Linked DNA regions of Mus musculus: region 1 is linked to region 2. The links are chromatin contacts, called in public HiChIP or PLAC-seq maps. All regions are on one chromosome and are shown on one strand. The core of a region is the stretch at or near the end of the contact, and the rest is flanking DNA. Distances in the headings are between cores, read along the strand shown.

The links. HiChIP or PLAC-seq counts read pairs in DNA pulled down with a chosen protein or histone mark.
Region 1: a contact with region 2 is called in an H3K4me3 HiChIP or PLAC-seq map of craniofacial prominence, with 2.6 times the contacts expected there. The contact joins the promoter of Cnksr1 here to the promoter of Dhdds in region 2. A contact is called at or near these places in 9 of 39 promoter capture datasets (the 3T3-L1 cell line, the C10 cell line, the HPC-7 cell line and 4 more), 1 of 15 datasets of contacts at CTCF or cohesin (large pre-B cells), 4 of 484 Hi-C or Micro-C datasets (CD8 central memory T cells, bone marrow-derived macrophages, embryonic stem cells and 1 more), 6 of 115 datasets of contacts at active chromatin or transcription factors (bone marrow-derived macrophages, craniofacial prominence, embryonic stem cells and 3 more) and 4 of 9 other capture datasets (adipose tissue, liver, macrophages and 1 more).

What each region holds. Positions count from the first base shown.
Region 1 is chr4:134,233,295-134,241,067 of GRCm38.p6, reverse strand. Cnksr1 (connector enhancer of kinase suppressor of Ras 1) reads left to right here and starts at 2,669. Exons shown (of 21, transcript NM_001081047.1): 1 at 2,669-2,811; 2 at 4,751-4,908; 3 at 5,016-5,197; 4 at 5,875-5,959; 5 at 6,357-6,398; 6 at 6,475-6,579; 7 at 7,141-7,200; 8 at 7,304-7,366; 9 at 7,681-7,773. The coding sequence starts at 2,760.
Region 2 is chr4:133,996,519-134,003,613 of GRCm38.p6, reverse strand. It overlaps Dhdds (dehydrodolichyl diphosphate synthase), which reads left to right and starts at 2,732. Exons shown (of 9, transcript NM_001362959.1): 1 at 2,732-2,889; 2 at 3,221-3,345; 3 at 6,676-6,792. The coding sequence starts at 3,283. It overlaps Lin28a (lin-28 homolog A (C. elegans)), which reads left to right. Exons shown (of 4, transcript NM_145833.1): 4 at 1-284.

The sequences.
Region 1 (7,773 bases), core at 1,420-3,919, 240 kb before region 2:
TAGGTTTTGGTTTGTTATTTTAAGAGAAAATTTTATATGTATGTTTGCCTGCATGTATGACTGTGTACCATTATCATCCCTGGTTACTTCAGAGGCCAGAAGCGATTATTGAATCCCTGGAACTAGAGTCAAAGACAGCTGAGCTGCCATGCGGGTGCTAGGAACTGAGCCCAGGTCCTGGAAAAGCAGTCAGGGCTCTTAACACTGCAGCTCTGCAGCCCTGGGCTTTTGGACACAGGTGTTCCAATGCTAGTCAGTATTCTTTAAGACTAAATAGAAATAAAATATATATTACGTGCTTACATTAAAATTTTTATTAGGGTGCATCAATGGGTTGCGACATAGTCCTGACTGCCCTGGAACTCACAATGTAGACCAGACTGACTTGAACTCACAGAGCCTATCTACCTCTGCCTCCTGAGTGCTGGGATTAAGGTGTGTGCCATCACACCTGGCCACAGATTTGTGTTTTGTTATAATTGTTGGTGTAATTCTAAGCATTGTTTTGTGATTTTTCTTTTTTTTTTTTTTGTTTTGTTTTGTTTTCAAGACAGGTCATGTGTCACCATTGCCTGGCTAGAGATTTATTTATTTATTTATTTATTTATTTATTTATTTATTTATTTATTTATTTATTTATTATATATGAGTATACTGTAGCTGTCTTCAGACACACCAGAAGAGGGCATCGGATCCCATTACAGATGGTTGTGAGCCACCATGTGGGTTCTGTGTCACCATTGCCTGGCTAGAGATAGATTTATTTATTTATTTATTTATTTATTTATTTATTTATTTATTTATTTATTTATTATATATGAGTATACTGTAGCTGTCTTCAGACACACCAGAAGAGGGCATCGGATCCCATTACAGATGGTTGTGAGCCACCATGTGGGTTCTGGGATTTAAACTTAGGACCCAGAAGAGCAGTCAGTGCTCTTAACCGCTGAGCCATCTCTCCAGCCCCTGTGCTTTTTTGCTTTTTTTTTTTTTTTTTTTTAAATAAAGGATTTGGGAGTATGGGTGTTTGCCTGTGTTGTGCCATGTTCATGCAGTTTATGAGGTGGGCAGAAGAGGACATCAGATCCCCTGGAACTGGAGCTACAGACAGTTGTGAGTCAACATGTGAGTCCTAGGAATTGAACCCGGTTCTCTTTCTGCCTGTTCTTAACTGTTGGCCATCTCCCCAGCCCCAGTTGCTTGGGCTTTTAAGAGCATCATTCTAAGCCGGGCGTGGTGGTCCACGCCTTTAATCCCAGCACTCGGGAGGCAGAGGCAGGTTTGAAGCCAGCCTGTTCTACAAAGTGAGTTCCAGGACAGCCAGGGCTACACAGAGAAACCCTGTCTCCAAAACAAAACAAAAACAAACAAACAAACAAAGGCATCATTCTAACTGGTTCTGTGATGCAAACTGTGGTCTCTATTTTTTTTGGGGGGGGAACAAAAGTAGGAAAATCACTGGAACCCCTGAGTTGTAGAGCAGTCTGAGCAACATAGCAAGAATGAAAAGCAACTCAAAAATTGTAGCAAGAATAAAAGCTGGGCTGGTGAGATGGCTCAGTGGGTAAGAGCACCCGACTGCTCTTCCGAAGGTCCAGAGTTCAAATCCCAGCAACCACATGGTGGCTCACAACCATCAGTAATGAGATCTGGCGCCCTCTTCTGGAGTGTCTGAAGACAGCTACAGTGTACTTATAATAAATAAATAAATCTTTAAAAAAAAACAAAAAAAAAAAAACAACAAAAAAAAAAGAATAAAAGCGCTTTCAGGAGGCAGCTGACATCTGCAAATGTCTTGGGAATGGCTGGGGTGCTTCCTCTTCACTTACTATGGTAACCAATAAAAGCCCTTTGTGCCCTAAAATAAGTAATAACTGAATTGATTAAAGTCTTACTTTGAGAAAGGGCCTCTAAATCTCAACAGGTTGTCAAAGGGGGCAGAGTCCACGGTGCAGCTTTTATTTACTCAGTTTCTGCTGTTTCGTTTTGTTTTGGAATGGGCTTGCTCTGTAGTCCAGGTGAGCCATCCACCTGCCTCAGCCTTCAGAATCCTGAGATGATGCCACTTATAGCCACCATTTGTTCAGATGCTCGCAAATGTCCCGTGAAGCAAGGACTGTTATGCCCTGAAATGAGCACTGAAAGTAGGTCAGCTGTCTGTGCAACAACTCCAGATGGCGATAATGAGATAGATACCACGGGGACCCGGGGATGGGTAGATAGTGGCTAGTCCTGCGCTTTGCTTCTGCGCCAACCATTCACCAAGTACTCTTTTTGGGGGTGGGGGTGGGGTGCTGAGAGGTCAGGGTCCTCTCGGCTGGGATATGAGCCCAGTTTGTTTTTTGTTTTGTGGATATTTGAGACAAAGTCTCGATGCACAGCTCTGGCTAGCCTGGAACTCACTATGTAGATTCGGCTAACGTCAAACTTATAGGGATCCTCCCTCCTTGGTGAGGCCAGTTTTGAGTTGAATCCCATGCCAGTTCCGGACTGCCTGAGTCACACACCCCTTGGCGCCAGCCCAGGAGTCCAACTGCCTAGTTGCCAAAGCCCTAGGATGCCAGAGGGGCAGGGCAGGAGGAAGACAGGCGGTGGACCAATGGCAGTGGCACTGCCTTACCTGGTTGGCCACGTGGGCCCAGGTATGCAGCGGCCCCGCCCTGCCTGCTCTGGCCCAGCCCCGCGGCCTCCGGGCTCGGGCTCGGACTGGGAGCGGAAATTCCTGCAGGGGCTGGACGCTACGGGCAGAGCTCAGGATGGAGCCCGTGGAGGCCTGGACCCCCGGGAAGGTGGCAGCTTGGCTGAGAGGTTGGTGAATCGGGAGAGGCAGGGGCGAAGTGGGCTCAAGGGGATTAGTGCGGTGTCCCTTGGACCAGAAAGTAGGGAGGGAAAAGGAGAAAGAACCTGCGGAGTCTATGAGTCAACAGGTATTTATAGAGCGTCTACCCTGTACCAGCCGACCAGCGTCCCCAATACAGGAACAGTGAGGGCAGAGATAGGCCAGGCGACACTGGAGGGCCCAAGATGCAGGAAGGGGTCTTTCCCAGACTTTAGGGGTGTTCTAGCGCCCGCCAGGGTGGCGGCAGACAGGTGCGGTGATAAGTACGCAAAACAGGGAGGCTCTAGTGGCCCACACCCCCTTTATCTCCGTCATCTTCTCAGTGCCCCAGGGCCCTGTGAGCTATTATTAAGCCCATTTTTCAGAAGTAGAAACATACACAGAGCCAGGAAGTGATTTGTTCAGTCTTGGAACAGGGCCGGCCCTGGGTGTCATTTTCTCAGCCTTAGGTTGGCAGTAAGAGAAACAGAAACCCTAGTCATACTGAAGGGGTGACACAGCTCCACCCTCAGGAGTGAAGATCACTCCCCAGGTGACCAAGAGTCACAAACACAGTCAGACTCAGGAAAAATGAGGGCGTGTGGCTGCAGGACGGGGTGTGGAGGCTCTCAGAGGGGCGTGGGGGGGGGGCGGGTAGCTGGAGCCTGCTCAGGCATTTCTGTGTGAGCAGACAGGAGAGCAACAGGCTGACTCCCCCACACTGGTGGCTACTACCGCTCACCAGGAAGGTGACCACAGGCCTCTCTATTCATGAATCGGTCAAAATGAGACCATGGTGGTGTGACTAGCTTCCGTTGCTCAAATGTTTGTGACCTCTGGGAGGGAGGATGGCAGGCCAGCACATTCAACGTGGGAATGAAATTGTCCGAGTAACCCTGGGTCCTGAATTCCCAATCCAGCCCTTGTAATGGCACAGGAGAAATGGTGGAGGAGAACCTAATGGCTACACATTCCCCATGGCAGTTGGGCCTGAAATGGGAGGCTTTCCATCAAAGCATGAGCAAGCTGCTACATCTGTATGCATTAGTGTATCAGGGACGATGATGGGTGGTCTCCACCCTCTAGAAATGGGAAGAGCAAAGGTGCCAGATGGGTAAAGTGGTTGTTTTGTTTTGTTTTGTTTTGTTTTGTTTTGTTTTGTTTTGTTTTGTTTTGTTTTGTTTTGTTTTGTTTTGTTGAGACAGGGTTTCTGTGTATAGCCCTGGTTGTGAACTCGGGGATCCTCCTGTCTCTTCTTTCCAAGTGCTGGGATTAAAGGCATTCGCCACCGCCATACCCGACTATGGGTAAAGTTCTCAAAACATTGCCTCCCACAAAGTAAGGTCATGGTAGACAGCCTGGCAGCAATGTGATGGCTGCTGCTTGCTGCCTGACTCTGGACTGAGTGGCCCAGCAATCACCTAAAATACATGGGTAGAAGCAGGCACTTCTAGCAGTCCCATTTAATTTATATTTTACATTCTATTTACTTTGTGTGTGTGTGTGTGTGTGTGTGTGTGTGTGTTTTACCTGCATGTACATATGTGCACCCTGAGAGTGCTGTCGGATGGTTGTGAGTTACCCTGTGGGTGCTGGGAGCAGAACCTGGGTCCTCTGCAAGAGCAGTCAGTGCTCTTAACCACTGAGCCATCTCTGCAGCCCCTGTTTGTTGTGTGTGATGGTCACTATATGTCAAGGTATTTGAGCATGAATTTGGTAGATGGCACTGTCGGTAGGTTGGACACACGTGCTAGAGTCATTGTCGACTATGGTTTTCACCTCAGTAGCATCAGTTGTGAGAAGGGCAGAATCAAGCCAGGGGCTCAGGGTTGTCATTAGGGACAGGAAGGAGGGGAAGGGCTCTGATGTAATAAAATCTCAGAATGACAATGACACCTGTTTCCTCACGCTGACCTCTTTCTGCTCCAGGCCTTGATGATGCCCTACAGGACTATCCCTTCGAGGACTGGCAGCTGCCTGGGAAGTACCTGCTGCAGCTCTGTCCCCAAAGCCTCGAGGCTCTGACTGTGTGGCCTTTGGGCCACCAGGAACTCATTCTAGATGGGGTGGAACAGCTCCGGGCCCTGGTGAGTGAGCACTGCCCGCACCGGCGGTCGCATCCACCAGCTTAGGGGTTTGCCCATGTGGGCTGGTGGCCAGGGCAGATGTAGTAATATACCCTCTTTTGATGCAGGGCTCTAATCTACAGACAGAGAACCTGCAGAGCCTGGCTCAGGGGCTGCTGGAAAGGACCCAGGCCTTCCAAAGCTTGGTCCAAGGCTCTCTGGGCAACTGTGCTGAGACACCGGCTGACGTCCTCAAGGCTGCGGTGGAGCTGGTGCGGGAAGCCCATGCCCTCCTCTCTTGGCTCAACGGGTACTAGGGATGGGTGACTAGTGACTAATCAGGCTTTTCTCTTCCTTGGTGTCCTCTAGGGTCTGGGGCAGAAAAACAGTACTTGGCTGTAGATCTGATATGTCAGAGCAGATCTGAGCAGGGACAAGGGGCCACCTTGCTCCCCAACCCACCCTAGAGCTTGTCACCTGAATGATTTTATCAACAGTTGAGTTTTTGTTTGCTTGTTGGACCTGTGTGTGTGTGTGTGTGTGTGTGTGTGTGCACAAAGTAGTGTGGTGAAGGTCAGAGCATTTTTTGCAAGGGTTGGTTTTCATCTTCCACCATGGCGTCCCAGGCACTGAGCCTAGAGACTCAGGTTGTCAGCTTTAGAGGCAAACATCTTTACCAATGAATAATCTCCCTGGTCCTTCAACCAATAGAGAACAATTGCCTGTCCTATGTATCTTACCTCAAATATCACCTCCTTATGGATGCCTTCCCCGTGTAACACTCTTACAGCTCATTTGTAATGCCCAGAACAGTTGAAGTTAAATCATTACTCCTATAGCTTTTTATTTAATGGCTGTCTGCCTGGTGCCTACAACAGGGCCTGGTACATATAGGACAACAAAGTCCTGTCCCACCCGAGATAGGCATTATCTCCAATTCTCAGGTGACAATTATGTCCAACATCGTCATTGTCCTTCCCCTGCCAGGTACCTCTTCTCTCACTTAAATGACTTCTCTGCCTGCCAGGAGATTGGCGTGCTGTGCGGGGAGCTGGGCCAAGTCCTGCAGGAGGTATGGGGACAGGGGACAGGCTGGTCTAGGCCCCAGAGCTTTTTATAAACTGTGAATCAGATTAAGATTGGGTGTGAGAGCTGGAGAGGGAGGGGGTTGTGGTGAGCAAGAAGAGAAGAAGCCTGTCTCTGGGTATGGGGTAACAGGTCATAGGATGGGTCATAGGATTTCCCTGGCAGAAGCTCGGGTAACATTTGGGAAGGGTGGTAGGCTAGGACATGTTTAGTGACTGTTGTTGAGTCAGGTGTCCGGAATGAAACCTTGGAGTTGAAACTCTGAGACCATTATAGTTCTAACAAGAAGACCAGTGTAGAGAAAGCAAGGGAGGAGCCTGTGTTCTCGGGAGAAGGTGCTCCCCACTCCATTCTAAAGGGGGGGCTGTGCTCCCTGCTTTCAGGACTGCCCAGAGGCTGAGAAGGAACGAAACATCCTAAGGATTGTGAGTGTCCCGAGTGGGTGGGGAGGTGTAGGGTATGGAATCAGATGCAGCCAGACAACCTGCAGTCCTCCCTTAGTGCAGCCACGTGGCTGGGATCTGTCACAACATCCTGAGCTGCAGCCCAGAGGAGCTGCTGGAACAGAAGGCCGTGCTGGAGTCGGTGCAGGTGGACGACCCTTCCGTGAGTTCTGACTCCTAACCTCTTCCTGCAGACCCCTGGCAGCCTTGCCCGAGCCCTGAAACATGGTTCCGGAGCCCCGACACCTTGTATTGATGAGTCTGGGTACAGGTGTTTATATGGAGACCCAGAGGAATTGCTTGAGGTCTCACCATTCCTGGGTACCTTTCCCAAACACAGGGGCTTTTGTGTGGCTTGGGCAGCACATTTCAGCCCTGGCAGGGTTCGGGGGTGGGGGGAGAGGAGACAGATTAATAGAGATGAGAGAGGATGCTTACACTTGAAACAACCAGAAACAACAGTCGAGAAAATCAGAGTTGCTCCCCGTTACCCCCAGCTCCATACCATCCCGTTCTCCATTCATGAAACTTCTGAGACTCAACTCGGAAATCAGTGACAGGGTTGCCCTGTGGCCTTATGGGGGGTAAGAGATGGGGACCACAAACCTGAAGTTACACAGCAGTTAGGAAAATGACATCGTGGGGCTCTGTTCCCTTTCTGCTCAGTCCTGCTCACTGCCTCTGCTGAAGCCAAGCTTTGCTTGACTTGGCTCTCTCTCTACAGGGTCTAGAAATTCACACCACCAGCAACTGCCTGCACTTTGTGTCCCGAGTAGGGGTTCAGGTAAGAGCCTCAAGCACCCCTGCTACCCCTGACTATCCTGGAGGCCATGGCAGCTTCAAGCCCCAGGAAAGCCTCATTCTCTGAGCCCCGTTCTTCACCCCAGGCTGCCACCAGCTCCCAGATCCTGCCAGGAGACGAGATTGTCCAGGTCAATGAGCAGGTGGTGGTGAGTGGTGGAGAAAGAGCGGGCAGTCTGGAGATGAGGGACACTGAGGGAGGTCGATGGCAGAGCGGGGAAGTCACCCGAGGGTCCTGTGAAGACCAGGGCTGTGGGAGCTGCCTGGCGTGACGTGAGCCAACACAGAAAGGTCGCATGGCGACTGCTGCTGGGTGGGATCTCGGTTAAACTCGGTTAAAGGGCTCCCTGGAAGCTCCCTGAAGGTGGTGAGAAGCAAGTGAGACCTGACAGGGAGCTCTGAGAGGGAAGGAAGGGTGTGGGGTTGCTGCAGAACCCTCCAACTCAGCCTCCCCGTTTTCCAGGTGGGCTGGTCCCATAAGAACATGCTGAGGGAGCTGCTGAGGGAACCAGCAAAGGTCAGCCTGGTACTGAAGAAGATTCCCGTGCCAGAGACC
Region 2 (7,095 bases), core at 1,483-3,982:
AAGCTTTGTGAGAAATCTTGAATTTATGGGGAGGGTGGGAAAGGGTGTACTTGTCTGTCCTTTCCCCATCTCTTTCCTGAACTGCAGGAGACTAAGGCCCCCCACCCCCCGGGGCTTGGATGACCCCCACCCCTGCCTGGGGTGTTTTATTTCCTAGTTGATTTTTACTGTACCCGGGCCCTTGTATTCCTATCGTATAATCATCCTGTGACACATGCTGACTTTTCCTTCCCTTCTCTTCCCTGGGAAAATAAAGACTTATTGGTACTCCAGAGTTGGTACTGGTCTCTCTGATGCTTAGGACGCTTTCCTGGCGCATAATCCCCACCTCGGAGCGGATTGGGAAGTCACAGGACCATTATGGTTTTCCCACTTTGTTAGGGACGAATCTTGAAAGTTCAGCCCTTGTAGCACCTCATTACTCTGGATTTTTGTTTCTAGTTAAGGCCTCTTGTCCCTTCCTTGGAAGCTGCCACATTCACAGGGGATTAGAGGCCTGGCATGCAGAAGAATGGGGCTGCCTATGCCTCTGCTGGGATGAAAGGCTGGGGCCAGGGCTTAGGGCAGGAGACCCTAATAATACTTTGTCCTTTACTCCTCAAAGCCCTTTACAAATCCTAATTAACCCTTTGCAACACCCCCAAAAGGAAAGTCCCATACAGAACCGGAGAAATTGAGGCCCAAGCAGAGTCTCCCACTATAAACCAATATTTTGTGATACAGTTTGCTAACTTTCTAGTGAGTGCTTACAGGACGATTTTTTTTCCAAAGGGAGGGGTTGGGGGGGGATACTTTACCAAAGGGAAACGTAAGTATTAACCGAAAGTGGATTAAATAAATCCTCAAACTGTTACCAGAGCAGGGGGGTTGTGACCCTTTAGCTAATTGCACCAAAAGTTAAAACCCAGCGTCGCTAACTACTAGGCTTCTGTGAGCTAAGAGGTCTTCCTGAGAAAATGGTGTTATTGGCAGAAGCTTCAGGGCTCACAAAGGGAGGACAAGTGAGAGCTGATGAATGGGCCATTCATCTCTACAGCTTTGTTGAGTCATGCACGTTTTGTGCCTTCCTCAGGTAAAGCTCGACAGGTGACATCTTACCCTGTGTCATTGAGCCTACGGGGCAAAAGTTTTAAAAAAAAAAAAAGGTTCGTTGGAATTGTGAAACCCTATTACAGATGCAAGTATGATTTGAAAGAAATACTAGTTGCATCAGATACTGAAAGTTCAGTTTTTTGGCTTGTGTGTGTGTGTGTGTGTGTGTGTGTGTGTGTGTGTGTGTGTGTGTGTGTGTGTGTGAAAGCAGAACAACTTCTTCCCTGTATCATTAAATACATCAAGAGGCAAGACAATGGATGATGATGATAATACTTTTGAGGAGGCAAGTTTCCCGAAGCCCAGTCCAGGCCCAAGTTTGTTCTGTTAGGTATCTAAAAGTCCTTCAGACTAGCTATACAGCTAATGCTTTTGAGTTCTTGCTTGACCCCCAAAGCTCTCCACAAGTGGCTTATGGTGTTTTGTTGTATGTTTAAGATTGTTTCTATTTTTGTTTAGTTTTGAGGTTGAGTTTTCCTGTGTAGGCCACGCTAGCCTCAAACGCCCTAGGTGACCTAAACTGCTGATTGCCCTGCATTCGCTGCCACCATGCTTTTTTATACTGGGCTGGAAACTGAACCCAGGGCTTCTAGCCTGCTAGGCAAGAACTCTACCACTAGGGCTCTATTCCCAAATGCTACGGATTGTGGTTTTGGAAGTCCTAAGAGTAAAGCTCTTTCTGACTTGTCCTCCTAAGTTCATTAACGTGGGTCTTCGGAATCTGCAAATTATAAAGTTGCTTTGCATCGCTCCCCAAAAGTGACCAGCGCAAGAAACCCTTCTGATGCGTTAGCAGCATTAAAAGGCGACAAGTAAAAAAACACGTCAGAATTTTTTGAGGAGACAGTATCCCCTAGATCAGGGTGACTAAATTTACTACGTAGCAGAAAAGACATTAACTAATTCAAATGGCCTCAGCCTTGAGTGCTGAGTTCAGTGACGACGTGCCATCAGTTTCGGCTAAAAGAACACTTTTAAGACAATTTTGTTTTTTTAAAGATTAATTTTATGTATGTGAGTACACTGTCGCTGTCTTAAGACACATCGGAAGAGGGCATCAGATCCCATTACAGATGGTTGTGAGCCACCATGTAGTTGCTGGGAATTGAACTCAGGACCTCTGGAAGAGCAGTCGGTACTCTTAAACTCTGAGCCACCTCTCCAGCCCAAGACAAATTTTTAAATAAACGCAGTTCACTTCCATGGTTTACGTCCATATCCCCAGCAGTTGGGGAGACTGAGGTAGGAGGACTGTCAAAATACGACATTACCGTGTCTCCCATAATATAAGCACTGCGATCATCCATAGAGAAACTCAATTTTGAGGTGGAGCAACCGCATCCTCTCTCCCTAACAAACTGCCACAACACCTGAGACCACGCAAATGCGTGGGCCGAACACATCTCGATCCCTCAGGCTCAACTCGCCTAACGTGCAGGGCTTGCAATAGGAGACCCAAGAGGTAGGAGTATCGGCTCACGTGACCTCGGCCTCCCAGGCGCTGTTTCCACGCCCCGCGAGAGCGGCCACCAATAGCCAACTCGCAAGAACTCGCACCGCTCCGCCCCCGAGTACGCAGGGGCGGCCCCGCCCACCACGGACGGAGGAGGCGGAGCCAATCACGTAGAGGTGACGTGTTCTTTCAGCGCCAAGTCGTAAGTCGCCCGGGAGTGGTGGAAAAGCGCCTTCTCCTGCGTCCTAGGTGGGGAGTAAACACAGAGACCCAGAGGAGGGGAAGCTGGATGTGGAGTTAGCTGCGGGAAACACTAAAGTCCAGCCGGGAGAGTGACCATTGAGGTAACAGATGCGGCATCCAAGGAGGGTAGTGATTGGTTAGCTTAGAGTGAGCAATGGTTTGCGGGGCAATAGAGAAGGAAGTTGTGGGGATTGACCAAGCAAGATGTAGGTACCATGATGTGGCAGGATATTTGGAAGAAATCAGTGCACGTAAGGATAAGAAAGTGGGAACTACCTTGCTCCAAAGGTCTCCCGTTGGCTTGTAGAGGCCTGAGCGGATTAGAACAGTCTCTGGATTCAGACGCGTGTTGCCTGCCACAGTCCAGCAGAGTCTCTTTAGTCAGTTTTATTGCAAGCAAGGATGACTTCTCTCTCTTTTCATTTATTCAAGGTTATCTGGCTGTTTTTTGTTGTTGTTGTTGTTCTTGTGTGATTTCTGACATAGCAAGAACTATGTCATGGATCAAAGAAGGAGAGCTGTCACTGTGGGAACGGTTCTGTGCTAACATCATAAAGGTGAGCAGTACCCCGGGGGAAAAGTTGACCTTTTGGATAGTTGAGTAGTTCATTATTAAATTGTAGCAATCCCAATGAAGTAGAATTTAGTAAAGAGAGAATCTTGAAATTATAATGTAGTTTGAAGGGCTGCATTTCTAGTATTTATTGTACTGTGTGACTTTTTTTTTTTTTTAAGGCCAATCAGGGTCTCTTAATATCATTAGATCACATAGACTGTTAGATTTTCCTTCTGGAAAACTGAATTGTGCCGTTGAGAGTGTCAAAAGAGCTCACTGGTCAGGTGCTTTCTTGGTATTCACAAGACTCTGAGTTTGAAAAAGGAAGAGAGACTGTGACTCTGAATGGGAGGGAACAGAAATTTGTCTCACTAGAGTTGTAGTTCTCAACCTGTGGGTCCCAACCCCTTCAGAGGTTGAACAACCCTTTCACAGGGTCGGATATCAGGTATCTGACATTACGATTTCCGATAGTACCAGAATGGCAGTTATAAAGTAGCAGTGCAAATACTCTCATGGTTGAAGTCAGCACCTGAGGCGCTATATCCCAGGCTCACAGCATAAGGACAGCTGAGAACCACTGCCCCAGCGTTTCCATCGGTTTCTCCTTGCAGTGTCTTCTGAGTTAATGGTTCTTTGATGGTTAAAACTTTAACCATCTGCTCTAGAGACAGACATCCGTGAGGAAAACTGTTATTTACCAACCATGTGGCTTAACAAACTTGTCTTTTTTGAGGATTAAAAAAAAGAAATACACAAAGAACGTGGCACAATATCTAGTGCCAGTCCGTTATTTATCTTAGTATGGTGATATATAGTGTACATTTAGAGTACAGAGAACAGCTTTCAGGATCGGGCTTTGGGACAAGTACCTTTACCAGCTCAACCATCAAAGGCCCCCATCAGGAGTCACAGCCATGTCATATTCTGTGCCTGAGAGAGGTTTGGATGCAAGCCAGTCAGCCTGGCTTTAGTTTTTAGATACAGACTGTCGAGCAGTGTTTTAACAGTGAATTTGCGTCAGTAAGCCTTGTATTTCCACATACCTACAAATGTCAAATAATCACAGGGAGTCCAAAAAATGAAAACTCTCTCCTTAGGAAACTTTGCCTCGTGTTGGCAAAAATAAGTGTAGGAGACAAAGGCAGAGGAGAGAGGAGGGATGAGCGTGAGAGATGGCTCATGGCTCAACGGATAAAGGTTCTTGCCACCAAGTGTGGCAACCTGGATTCGGCTCTCACAGCTTACATGGCAGAAGGAGAGAGCTGTAGAAGTCAGGCCCTGGTTCGTCCTCCCACCCTCGTGCTCCCAGAAACAAGACTCCGCTTCAAAATATATTTACAAATACCTTGGTCATATAGCCAGGCTCTTCTCTGACTAGATATAATTTAAACTATGCCATTTATTTGAGCCTACTTTGTGCCACCTGGCTGGTCACCTATACTCAGGTGCACGCATCCTGTTCATGATGTCTTCCCAGCAAAGCTCTCCCCTCCTTCTTTCCCAGAGTTCTTTCTTCTACTGACATCTCACTTTCTATTCCCTGCCTAAACAGAGGTCTGGTCTCTTAAAAAAAAAAAAAAGAAAAAAGAAAAAGAAAGAAAGAAAGAAAGAAAGAAAGGAAAAGAAAAGAAGAAAGGAGAGATAGAGATCCCTCAGTCGAAGCTTCTTTTTTTTGTTGTTTTTCCCTTTCTAAGACCATATTTATTTGTAAATCATCCCCTAAGCCATACCATCCCAACTGAAGGGATTGGGACCACAGTCTTCTTATAGAGAACGGACTCTTAAAAACTGTCTTCTGACCTCCACAGTTGCAGACATACACACACATACACACTCACACTAAATAAATAAATGTACTTAAAAAAAAATTAATGACCAAACTGATGAGTCAATCAAAGAGTTAAATCAATTGAACAGATTTAAAACGAAGAGACACAGATGGGTCAATAAGTAACTGAAAAAAAAGTATTAGTATGTGTAGGTACAAGCTAAATAAAAGTCAAAACTCACTTAGATCAGGTTAGACAGAGCTAGAGAGGAGGTTCCGTTGCTAAGAGGACCTGATGTTCATGCAGAGGGCTCAGGTTCAATTTCCAGCACCCACTGGGCCACTCACTGTGTGACTCCAGGACCGGCTCATGTGTGGGACACAGACGTATATGAGCCACAGATTCATCCATAGACAGTTATAGAAAAAACGGTCTTACCTGAGTCAGAATACGTCTTCATAAAAATCCAAAAAACAACAGGCTTTGGTAAGGACAAGAGAACCCTCCTACATGGCTGAGGGGAATGTAGTCTAGTCAGTGTGAAATTCCTCAGAAAATAAAAGGTCGATTTGGCGTGATCCAGCTAGGTCATGCCTGTGTACCCTAAAGCATCACAGTCTGTCCCCCCCAGATGCCTGCCAGCCCAGTGTACTGCTCGCTCGTCGTCACAGTGGCCAGCTTGCCTAGTCAGTCTCTGCTTTGCAGTGAGGAAATGGAGTTTAAGAACTGTGGTATATCGGGCTGGTGAGATGGCTCAGTGGGTTAGAGCACCCGACTGCTCTTCCGAAGGTCCAGAGTTCAAATCCCAGCAACCACATGGTGGCTCACAACCATCCGTAACAAGATCTGACTCCCTCTTCTGGAGTGTCTGAAGACAGCTACAGTGTACTTACATATAATAAATAAATAAATCTTTAAAAAAAAAAAAAAAAAAAAGAACTGTGGTATATCAACACAGTGGTGGTTTGTTTAACCGTGAAGAAGAAGGAAACCGTGGAGTTCATAGGAAAGTAGATGGAATTGGTTATCTCATTAGTCTCCTGTTTTCTTTCCTGTGTGGGAATGGTGGGGTCAAGAAGTTAAAGCCTAAGGTGACTACTGTTGATGTGGAGGGGAAAGGAGGGGAGGAAGGGATGCTTGGAAAGGTTGATGGGGCGAGGTGGGGGGTGAATATGGCAAATATAACATGCCAGGATGGAGAAGCGTCAGTGAACTGCCCACTGTGTACAGTGAAAACGAAAGGAGACCAAGTTCTTTCTCAGATTTTACCTTGACATGTTGTCATAACAATTATCTAGTGTGCCTCTCTTTCTTTGTACGTATGTATGGTACGTGGAGGCAAATACACGCCACAGCACACACGTAGAGGTGGAGCAGAGCGTACAGGAATGGTTTTTCTTCTCCATGTGTGTCCAGGTCCTGGGGATCAAACTCAGGCTAGGCTAGAAGCACTGTACCGCTGAGTCAGTCATTTGCTAGCCCAGGGATTGTAGCTGATGATGCTGACCTAGTAGGTAAGGATGCCACGTTCCCCTTTGATTATCTGTTCTCTTCTACAGGCTGGCCCAGTACCCAAACATATCGCGTTCATAATGGACGGCAACCGTCGCTATGCCAAGAAGTGTCAGGTGGAGCGCCAGGAGGGCCACACACAGGGCTTCAATAAGCTTGCTGAGGTGGGTGCGGGTGACAGAGCCTAGAGTGAGTGATTTTTTTAAATTTATTTTTTATTTTATTTTTAAATTTTTTTTGTTGTTTTTAGACAGGGTTTCCCAGTGTAGCCCTGGCTGTCCTGGAACTCACTCTGTAGACCAGGCTGGCCTCGAACACAGAAATCCACCTGCCTCCTGAGTGCTGGGATTAAAGGCGTGGGCCACCATGCCCGGCTTAGAGTGAGTGATTTGAAGACCTGCATGACAACTAAAAAATGACACTTGGAGTTTCCTGTAGTTTGAGAGTTTTTTAATTCTTGTTTTGTT